Regions from separate parts of the Mus musculus genome. Here region 1 is linked to region 2. Evidence: chromatin contacts called from public promoter capture Hi-C data. All regions are on one chromosome and are shown on one strand. Each heading gives the region's core, a stretch centred on a gene start, on an enhancer-like site or on the middle of the called end of the contact. The rest is flanking DNA. Distances are from core to core; before and after follow the strand shown. Region 1 overlaps Carmil1 (capping protein regulator and myosin 1 linker 1). Region 2 holds the start of Scgn (secretagogin, EF-hand calcium binding protein).

Evidence for each region. Promoter capture Hi-C pulls out the DNA fragments that hold promoters and counts their contacts.
Region 1: a contact with region 2 is called in a promoter capture Hi-C map of fetal liver, with 4 times the contacts expected there. The contact joins the enhancer-like site here to the promoter of Scgn in region 2. A contact is called at or near these places in 6 of 39 promoter capture datasets (the C10 cell line, cranial neural crest, fetal liver and 1 more), 1 of 484 Hi-C or Micro-C datasets (bone marrow-derived macrophages), 2 of 115 datasets of contacts at active chromatin or transcription factors (both in embryonic stem cells) and 2 of 9 other capture datasets (adipose tissue and macrophages).

What each region holds. Positions count from the first base shown.
Region 1 is chr13:24,245,430-24,250,493 of GRCm38.p6, forward strand. All of the region lies in intron 2 of Carmil1 (capping protein regulator and myosin 1 linker 1), which reads right to left. Among named protein-coding and RNA genes, the nearest start is that of Carmil1, 33 kb to the right of the region's middle. Within about 2 kb of position 2,087, at least 40 of the 459 cell types and tissues checked have an H3K27ac peak or open chromatin away from gene starts, as enhancers often do.
Region 2 is chr13:23,989,057-23,994,131 of GRCm38.p6, forward strand. Scgn (secretagogin, EF-hand calcium binding protein) reads right to left here and starts at 2,158. Exons shown (of 11, transcript NM_145399.1): 1 at 1,896-2,158; 2 at 718-788. The coding sequence starts at 1,977.

The sequences.
Region 1 (5,064 bases), core at 837-3,336, 260 kb after region 2:
GATGGTGAGACAGTGGTGCTGTCAGCTTAAGGCCCACTCCACAATAGGGGGTCCATGCTTGGTAGTGTAAACCAAGCTAGCCACCCGTGGATGGAGAGACCACGGCTCCTAAAGGGGAGCCTCTTACTGCCTTCTTCCTAAACCGATATAATCTCCAATTGTGATCTAATGCTTACCCTGATGCCCACCGATAAACATCACTCTCCCCCCTCATCAAAGAACCTTCTTTTTGCAAGGGATGGAGACCAGTACAGGATCCATAGCTGGTCAAAATGAATGCAGAGGGAAAGAACGTGATCATGGAGTGCCCAACCCTAACTGCAATACAACTCCTACCCTTAGGCTCCGTGGAATGTGTGGATGAGGGAACAAAAGATTGTTAAAGCCTGAACACTGTGGCATCTGCTACTAGCTAGAGACTATGTCCTCTAGACAGGGCAGGAAACACACCCATAGGATCTCAGCAATATGGTTGTACAGTGAGAATACCAACTGACAGTCAGAGGAACAGGAGAAATTCCACAAGGTCTCGCCCACAGGCAAGAGCTACAGGTGACCAATGTCTCCTCAGAGAAGGGCAATCACTTTTACCTCCCTCAGAGATTATGTATGCAGTCTCAAGTGTTCAGCCCTGCATACATGTACATAGGAGCAATACTAAATGGATTGTGAAGGTTATATATACATGTACACACAAGCAATACTAAATGGACTCGGAAGGTGTGTGTGCAATATTCATAATAAAAACGAGCATGAAGTTGGGAGGGAATAAGGGAGACGAAGGAGGAATTGGAAAGGCAAGAAGTATTTCACGGCATTGCTCACATGTCAAGCTAGTTATTCATTTATTTAGCCTTTAAAAGTGTCAAAGCATTCTAAACTCATAAGTGATCTGGGGCATTTATCTACAGAGTATAACCGAAACCGCAGCCAGGCCTTGGGAGGGGCAGTAGTAGTGGTTTGTTTGGGTTCGCTCTTTAAGGCAGGGTTTCAAGATGTGGGTGACCTTGAACTTTTGATCTTTCTGCCTCCACCTCCCACGTGCTGTGATCACAGGCGTGTGCCACTAGAGTGGGCTCGTTTTCCTTTTTGTTTTTTGTGCCAGTGGGCATTTGAGTCTATGAAGCTGAAGGTACAGGATGTGGAAAGATGGGGGATGGGATACTAGTCAGCCCTGCCACAATGAGTTCAAGGCCAACCTGGGCTACTTTAGACTCAGTCTCAAAAAGCTAAAGCAATAATAAGAGAAGCATCCTGAGCAGGAAACAAACGATGAGGACCCTGTCCTGTGGACAGGAGCCAGGATTCCTGTTTACCCTGCTAGGGAGATAACCCTGGGCAGGGCGAGCACAGAAGGGAAGGGCCAAAGGACCAGAGAGAGGCCTTTTCCTCTTTCTGGGTTGTCTAAGTTAGTGTTAATATTGTTGTGATAAAATTCTATGACCAAAAGCAACTTGGAAAGAGATATATTTATTTGGCTTCACTGTTAATCACTGAAGAAAGTCAGGACAGAAACTCAAAACTTGGAGGCAGGAGCTGATGCAGAGGCCATGGAGGGGTGCTGCTTACTGGCTTGCTCCTCAATGCTTGCTCAGCCTGCTTTCCTATAGAACCCAGGACCACCAGCCCAAGATGGCACTACACACAATGGCCTGGGCCCTACCCCATCAGGTGCTAATTAAGAAAATGGCTTACAGGCTTGGCTGCAGCCTGATCTTAGGGAGACATTTTCTCAACTGAGACTCCCTTCTCTCTGATGACTCTAGCTTGGATCAAGTTGACATAACACTAGCCAACACACGGGTATAAGTGGCCATCTGCCTTCATGCAATGGCTGTTGGTTGGGTTTCTCTCAACCGTCCCCACATTCCTGAACACAGTCTTGCTCATGAAGCAGGAAGAAATTCCATTCTGTTTGGTTTATATTCCCAGCTAAAATTACAGGAGACCCTAGAGCTTCTGAGTGTCTCCCTACTGGAGAGGGAGGACTCCAAACTGAAGAGGGAGGACTCCAACTGAAGAGGGAGGAAGGATTCACAAGGTCCAGGCCTCAAGCAGCTAGAGAAGCTGGCTCAGTTCCCTAAAGACCCACACAATGGCCCTTGCAGCTCAGAAGGGAAAACATTGCCTTCCCTCCCACTCACTGGCTCTCTCTGATCCCTAGATTTTTCTGTCTTCTTTTTTTTTCTTTTCTTTTTTTTTTTTTTTAACTGAGTCATGCAAAGGAAATTTCAAGCAGAGGCAGGGCAGAGGTGGGACACTACAGAGCCGGGCCAGCAGTCTCCTCAAGCAACGCAAACCTTATGGCCTTGCAATGTGGCCCACATGCCTTCTCAGTGAAAAAAAAGAAATAAGCCACTTGAAGGGGCAGGATGGGCAATCCTAAGATCACCCCTAGGCGGGGTGACAGAATTGCAAATAAAGAACCTGTTAGGTCTCCAAAGAAAGGTAGGGTGGCACATAATCTCAACCATTTGGGGGAGCGTAGGCAGGAGGATTATAGCAAATGTGAGCCCCAAACCATCCCGAACTACAGAGTGAAGCACCCTATCCTAAAAAAGAAAAAGAAAAACAGAGTTTCCTTCCATAATATGAATTTTTCCAACCAAGTGCTCTCGATTTTAGAGACTTGCCACACATGTGAATAAAAACAAACCAAACTGGGAATGAACAGTCAAGTTCCTGGTTTATCGTGGGTGGGTGTGAGCCCTCAGGAAGTCTTGCTCGTTCACATTTACAGAACTCAGCCTGCCTGCATAATGGATGGATTATGTTTGCAATGCTGGCCCTTTTCCTAATGGAGAAAAGGGAAGAAGAGGGAAGGGAAGACAGCCCAACACTCACAAACACCCTCAGCATCTGGACCTCCGAACAACTCCTGGGCTGTGTCTTGGGGGGGGCACACAATCTTGGACTAACACTAAGCAGAATTTCAGTAGGATCATTACAAGTAGGGGGGCCCACTCTCTGCTAAGGACACTGCAGAAAGCCCCAGAGGTCTGGCCACAGAGCTCAGAGGTGCAGATGGCACAGAACAAAGAAGAAACTTGACCCTCACTGTGACAAAATACCTTATTCTAAAAGTATTTGAGCCAGATTTGGTGGCATACATCTATAATTCCAAGCACTCAGGAGGCTGAGGCAGGAGGATTGCCACAAATATGAAGCCAACCTGAGCTACTTAACAAGACTCTGTCTCAAAACAAAGGAAGAATGTATTCAGTAACTAAAAATCTGATTTGAATGTTTTTGTTTTTTCTTTCCTTTGTGTGATGGACGATCCTGGCAGGAGTGAAGACATTCCAAAAGGACCCTAGTGCTCCTCCCTTTGGGCTATCTCAGTTGGCTATCAAACAATGGACCTCAGAAATTGGAACTTCCCCAGGAATTCTGGGAGTAGGACAAGACTGACACCTGACGCCAGCCACGAAAGAAGCTTGTCTCCCAGGAAGAGATCTCATGGCGTTCTGAGGACTTGTTAGACCACCATGCAGAAGAGCTAAAACAATGTCAGGTCTGTCATGGGAGCAGCCAGGCCGAGACCTGACCGTCTCGCTATGCATACCTCTTGTTCTCTATTTAAACATAAACCATGTATCAGAAGCCCCTGAAGATGAAGGTGGTTGGGAAGGGTCACTGGACCACTTTGTTCTTCCTACAATTCTTCCTCTCTCTTTTCCTTGTTTTGTTTAATTGGCCTATTGAGGGAGGACTGAGGCTAAGCCTAGTATGTAAGTGATGCCAGGCCATAGACTCTGACTCCAATAATTCCAGTGACTTTATTGCCTAGTCAGGGCCTACTAAGACAGAATCAGAGACCAGGATGCAAAGATGAGGGTGGAGGGTAGTATCTTCTGCAATCTTCTAGAATACTGGTTCTCAACCTGTGGGTTGCAACCAACCCCTTTGGGGGGTGGGGGTCAAAATGATATTTTCACAGGGGTCACCTAAGACCATCCTGAATATCAGATATTCTCATTAGGATTCATAACAGTAGAAAATACCATAATAAGTAACAATTAAAATAATTTTATGCTTGGGGACCACTACAACATAAGGAACTGTATTAAGGGGATAACAGAATTAGGAAGGATGAGGATCACTGCTCTGGAGACAGACAGCTTTTCACAACACAACTCTCAGCCCTCTGAGATCACAAGCCCCTTCATCCTTCCCTAACGTATCTTAGAATCACTGAACCATCTTTGGTGGGGCATACTTCATTCCTTGGGTACGGAAGGATTGGGGAGCAAAGTCAGTAGCTAGTAGTTTACTGCTTCACAATATAGCCATAGAACTTTCTGGAAGATAGGAAGGAAGCCCTATTCTCAGGGTGGAAGTGGAGATGGGGCTGAAAGCTATTGCAGGCCTTCGATCAAAACTGTCTTTCTGTTCCATATCACACGGTCTTAGGAACACATGGAGCTTTTACTCCTGGGCTTTTGTGTTTCTAAGGAATTGGCAGCCTTTGCTGAGACCTTTACAATCCATCTTCTTCCAGCCAGACATGGAGAACTAAGCCTGTAATCCTGGCAACCCAGCAGACAAGGAAGGAGGGTGGCTTCAGCCAGGAGTTCCAAACAAGCCTGCAGTATACAGAGAGATCCTATCTTAAAACTCATATACACAAAGGTCACAGACTGTCGTTTTCAAAGGAGCTCCAAATTCCTGACTCATCCATCATCTCTTCTCATCCTGGGCCCCTCTGTCTTCCAGTGGAAGGTTTAAGTTTCAAAGGGCTCATCCAGTGTTCGTCCCCAACAACCCCCAGAACAGCAGTTCGCACACTCTTTGGCTGAGACCCACACGACAGACCACATCTTCCATTATATGCCCAACCTCCTCACACAGCACTGACAGGATTAGATTCCCCCCCACCCCCGCCCCACTCATCCCCACCATCAAACACAAGCACAGCTATTCTCCCATTTTAGCTCACGTCCTGAAAAGGCTGGCCATGGCTGATAGTGGATGTCATGACCTCTTAGTGGATGGTACTTACAGAAAAGCTTTTATATAACTGTGAAGTTTCAGTTGATGGGAATTCTCAGCCCATGTCAGCAG
Region 2 (5,075 bases), core at 908-3,407:
AGACAATTTGTGTAAATACAGCAGTCCCAGAGCCTGTCCTCCTGAGATGACCACCCACCCAAAGGACTTCTCTCCATGATGAACATCAATCACAGGCTGGGCTGGCCTTTGGCATCTCTGGGTTTTTCCCCCCCTCTCCTTTGGTACAAGAACCTTCTAGAACAAATCCGCATCTTTCTAGACAGATTTACCATCTCAGTAAACTGCTTTACATTGATATCTGATCCTGGGGATACCAGTTGTGTTCTGGTTTAGCACTTCATGAGAAATCTACAACCTCTTTTAATCAAACAGATCATGAAGAAGTGATTTTAAGTGGTTTGTTTGTCATGTGTGAACACGGAACATTAAAACTCACAATATCTTCTCCACTCCTTTGTGCTTTTGATCTAGGAGTTAACCCTACCTCTTGTTGAAATCCATTAGCAGAGATGTAACCAAGGAAACATTGAAATTACAGTTGATTGAGTCCACAAAAGGTAGGCAATCTAACTGCATGACAGATGTTTCAGTGAAAATCAGTGGCCAGAATGCCTAATGTGATGATACCTTTTATAAAACCTGCCTAAATCTCTTTATGTTGCTGGGAGAGGGAGAGATCTTATGTGCAAAGAAAAAACAAGGTCATACGGGATTAAGGTTCAAATCAGCACAAGACTCCGTGGCTCGTATTTTGCTGAGACACATACGCAAGTGCTCTATGCTATGAGTACTTACCTCAGTGCCAGATTTTGCCAGCAAATGATCAAAGAAGGCATCCAGCTCTGTCTCTCTTATGTAACCTTTTTCTAGTGCAAGAAAATAAGCATAAATAATAGTCACTAATATAGAATAAATGGGACAATACTTGTCTAAAAGTATATTACAGGTGTGAGGTTTGAAGCAGTGTCACATAGAGCCCAGGCTAGCCCCAAACTTGCTATGTATCTGAGGAAGACTTTGAACTCCTGATCCTCCTGCCTCTACCTCCCAATTGCTAGGATCACAGGCATGTGCCACCATGCCTTGCTATTTAGATTTGGGTTTGGTCTCAGTTTTATATTTCCTATTCTTAAAAGGTTTGTATTTTATTTTAATTATGTAAATGTGAGCATGTCTAGGGGTTGAGAGTGTGGTGCAAGTCAGTGTAGGTGCCCTTAGAAGCTAGCATCAGATTTTCCGGAGTTGAGTTCAGGTGGTTGGGAGCCACCTAACATATGCGCTGGGGCCAAACCTGAGTCTTCTGTAAGTGCAGTATATAATGTTAATGGCTGAGCCATCTCTGTAACCTTCACACTTTATTGTTATTATTGTTGTTGTTGTTACTTCAGTATCTATCTACTAATATCTTGAGAGGGGTAAATACTAAGTCCTAGCTTTTGTATGTAAGCATGCCTTTCAGGCAGTGTGTGTGTGTGTGTGTGTGTGTGTGTGTGTGTGTGTATGTGTGTGTGTGTGTAATTATCAATGGACAAGGCCAAATGGTAAACAGATGTGTTTTATGTTCAAGCACGTGGTTTGAAGTAGAGGGACATAAATCTGCACGTTGCTGAAACTCATCCTCCTTTGTAGAGAATGGAGACTGGGTAACGTGACAGTCACTAATGAAAAACTGTCACATTTACAAAGCACCACAGATTGCTGAGTTTCAGCCCAACAGCCTGGAATACATATGCAATGATGTTTGTTAATATATTAACTGCACGTCACTCACACAGCCACAGGTTGGGAAGCAGGAAAGTGCTCAGTCCACTCAGAATTTTTCAGACACTTTCTTGATATGTAAAATCAGCGTATGCTGAGGGTACTTTCTCCGGCACTCAGTAGTCAACTTTTCTTATAGAGAAAGGCGCTTAGGAGAAATTCCAGTTCCCTCTGTGTCTACGCTAGGCGCTCAACTGACCAAAGCTACTCACCTTCCTTGTCGAAGCGCTGCCAGATCTGCCAGAAGCAGGCAGCATCCAGCCGAGCTGGAGTTTTTCTGCGTGCGTTGTCCATGGTGCTGATGTGGGTAAACTCGCCTAGCAGTATTTCCCGACTCTTCGGTCCACTTCCTCCCTCTCTAGCTAGGTACCAGTGGGCAAGGCAAGCTCGAGGGCGTCCGGGCTCGTTGGTGTCGCTGAGCAGTCTTCAGTCTAGATGTCAGGCTCCAGGAGGCAACCCGCAGGCGTCCTCCTGCCCCGCCCCGCACGCCCGGCAGATCTCAGCGGGGCTCCTGCCTGTTAGCTGTAGGGGGAAGGGATGGGGTGAGGAGGGTGATGGGGATCAGACAGAAAGAAACTGGGAACTGTCTCTCCTGTTCACGGCTCACTGCCTTTCCGTTTAAGTTGTTTGTCAAACTCACGAAAACATTCTCTTCAGGTTGACTCACCTTTCAAACTAATGTCTCAAGGGGTTTCCTGGAACGGGCTGTCTATGTTTAGGGTTGAAAAAGTGTCAGTGCTGGCACCTTACGGATTGGATAAGACAGGACACATACTGTGGTGCGGAGGGAAGAAGAGAGATGAAGGTGTTCAGAAGTGGCCTCTGGAGCCAAACGAGGCATCAGAAAACACACCCGTTGCTGAACTGTAGTGTACTGTAGGGACCTGCTACTGCAGTCACTGTGGCTTGAAGTGGTGCCATTAAGATGCTGCAGGGAGCCAGGCATGGGTGGCACACACCTGTAGCTCCTGAACTACAGAGTCTGGAATAGGACTGCTGTGATACACAGTGAGTTGCAGGGCAGCCTGAGCTACAAAGTGATATCCTGTCTCCAAAACAAAACCAAACAAAACATCCACAAAGAGAAGCAAAACGCTGAAGCACAAATAAACCTAGCCACACTGTATCAAGAAAGGGGTCTACCCAACACATGCTATCTATGGAAGAGTTTTCAGATGTTTGTAACTGACTCCTTAGAGACACTTTAAGACAAATTGGCAGCCACCATTTAAAGGAACACGTTTTCTTTTTTTTCTTTTCTTTTCTTTCTTTCTTTTCTTTTTTTTTTTTTTTTTTTTTTTGAGCACGTTTTCTAATGATTAAAACTGAAAACTGTTGACCAGTTGACTTCTGAGAGAATAAAGAGACTAACCTGGTGACTTTGGACTTCAAACATCTTGCTAAGGAATCAGTAGAAGGAGTTAGGCAAAAATTGAGCTAGATGTGGTGACTCAAGCTTGCAACCTCCAATACTCAAGAGGCTGGGGGATTACTATGTGTCACAGCTCGCCTGTGCCGCCATGTGAAACTCAACAGAGAGATGGGGAGAATGAGCTGGAGTAAGAACACCCTTCCTTTGTGGTCTGCTGCTAGCATTCAATTTATTCGTAAGGAGCAACAGAGGTAAGCTATTTAAATGACAGTAGTAGAGCGCATGAGACTCAGTAGTTCCAGCTCAGGATCCTGGCTGAACCAAGTGGTAACTCTGTGATGGGTCACTATTCTAGGTCTCTACGTCTCAGCTTTCATATTTTATAACGAAGAGTACAATGTCTGCCTTGGAGGGCTGCTGAGAGGGTCAGAGAAACGCGTGGAAGTCCCCAGTGAATCAGGCTGCCTTTGTGTTGTTGCCTTATGACGGAATGACTGTGTTCTTTAAAAAGGATTTATAAAACGGAAGAAAAGTTTGAAAAATTGATAGCCAAGAGCAGCCTGGTGTGACATGATGTTACGTGTGATGTTTAAATTTCTAAATAAATATGAATTGTATATGATAATATTTAATATAGTTTAGAAGAAGATAAGCTTTGAGTTCAAAATGCAGCTTTGCAACTAACTAGCTGTGTGATGCTAGGCAGGTTATTTAGAAGTGTATTGTTTGTTTTTTGTTTTTTGGGCTTTAGCTGTATGAGAGTAATAGCACTTGCCTTTTGGGGCTTGTTAAAATGGTTACATAAATGAGGCTACAAACTCTTAGCACAGTATACAGTAAACAGTACAAACTATATACTAAAATGATTGATCTTCCATAGAAACTTATTGGTAAACTTTAGGAGTTTTGAAGCATATTGTTTAGGTTAAGGGACGAAAACTATAACCATCACTCACAGAGAAAGTGCAAGATCCACAAATTGGAGAAGTGCTTAGAGGCAGGAAAAGGGTCCAGGATTTATAGGGATCATAGGTGTCCATTATTTGGTTTCAGACCCTGGGACAACGGACTGAGGCGCATACTTTTCCTATCAAAAGCAGACCTGGCCTCCTGGATCTCCCAACATTCCTCAGTCCCTACCTGGCATACCCTGTCCCCAACCCTGCACTTTACAGCCCACGCTCTGTGCTGCCCTTCCCCCAGAGGCTTCTCCCTGTATAACCCAGACACTTTGTGGCGCCCCTCCCTCTCTTTTCCTCCCCTCCTCCCAACCTTCTCCATCTTCCTCCCTCTCTTCCTCTCCCTTTCCCTCTCTCCCTCTCTTCCTCTCTCTTCTTTTCCTTCTCTTCCCTCTGCATTTGCAAGGCCTTCCCCTCCCCCCAAGATGACTTCCCTATATCTCCTTCCTTGGGGACAGTGAACTGGTCCTCTCAAGAACAGCTTCCCAATAAATCTGCCTTTAATATATTCTAATCTAGCTTGAACTGGCTCATTTCACCAGCGGAGAAATAACCTATCAGCCTTGGGAAATTATGGCACAGGATTCCAAACATCATGAAGAAACATTAACCTATGTGAAAGCAGCAGGTTGGTGACTGATCTGGTCTGGCTTTCTGATGAGTAATGGAGGGAAAAAAAACCTCATAAGGTTAATATCAAAATGTAATTTGCAAAAGTGTACATACAGTTGGATCCAATACTATGAGACAGCAGAAGCACCTTTGTACAAAGCAAAACTAGAAGATAAAACAGTAATGAACTATGTGAGTCGAACTTTTGCAAACTCAGGTCCCTGGGCTGGCAGCCAGTGCCTTTTCTTACTGAGCCATCTTGCCAGCTCCGTGTGAGATCTTCTTTTTAATGCAAAAATCTATCACCGCCCTAGGAAGGTTCTGTTTGAGTACCCACCACTCCTTGTGTAGAGTTCTTTTCTGAGAACATCATCCAAATTCCGGACAGAAGAAAGAACAATTACAGGGAGGTCGAAACATAGTGAAGCAGCGGAGCCGAGGCTGCTGGA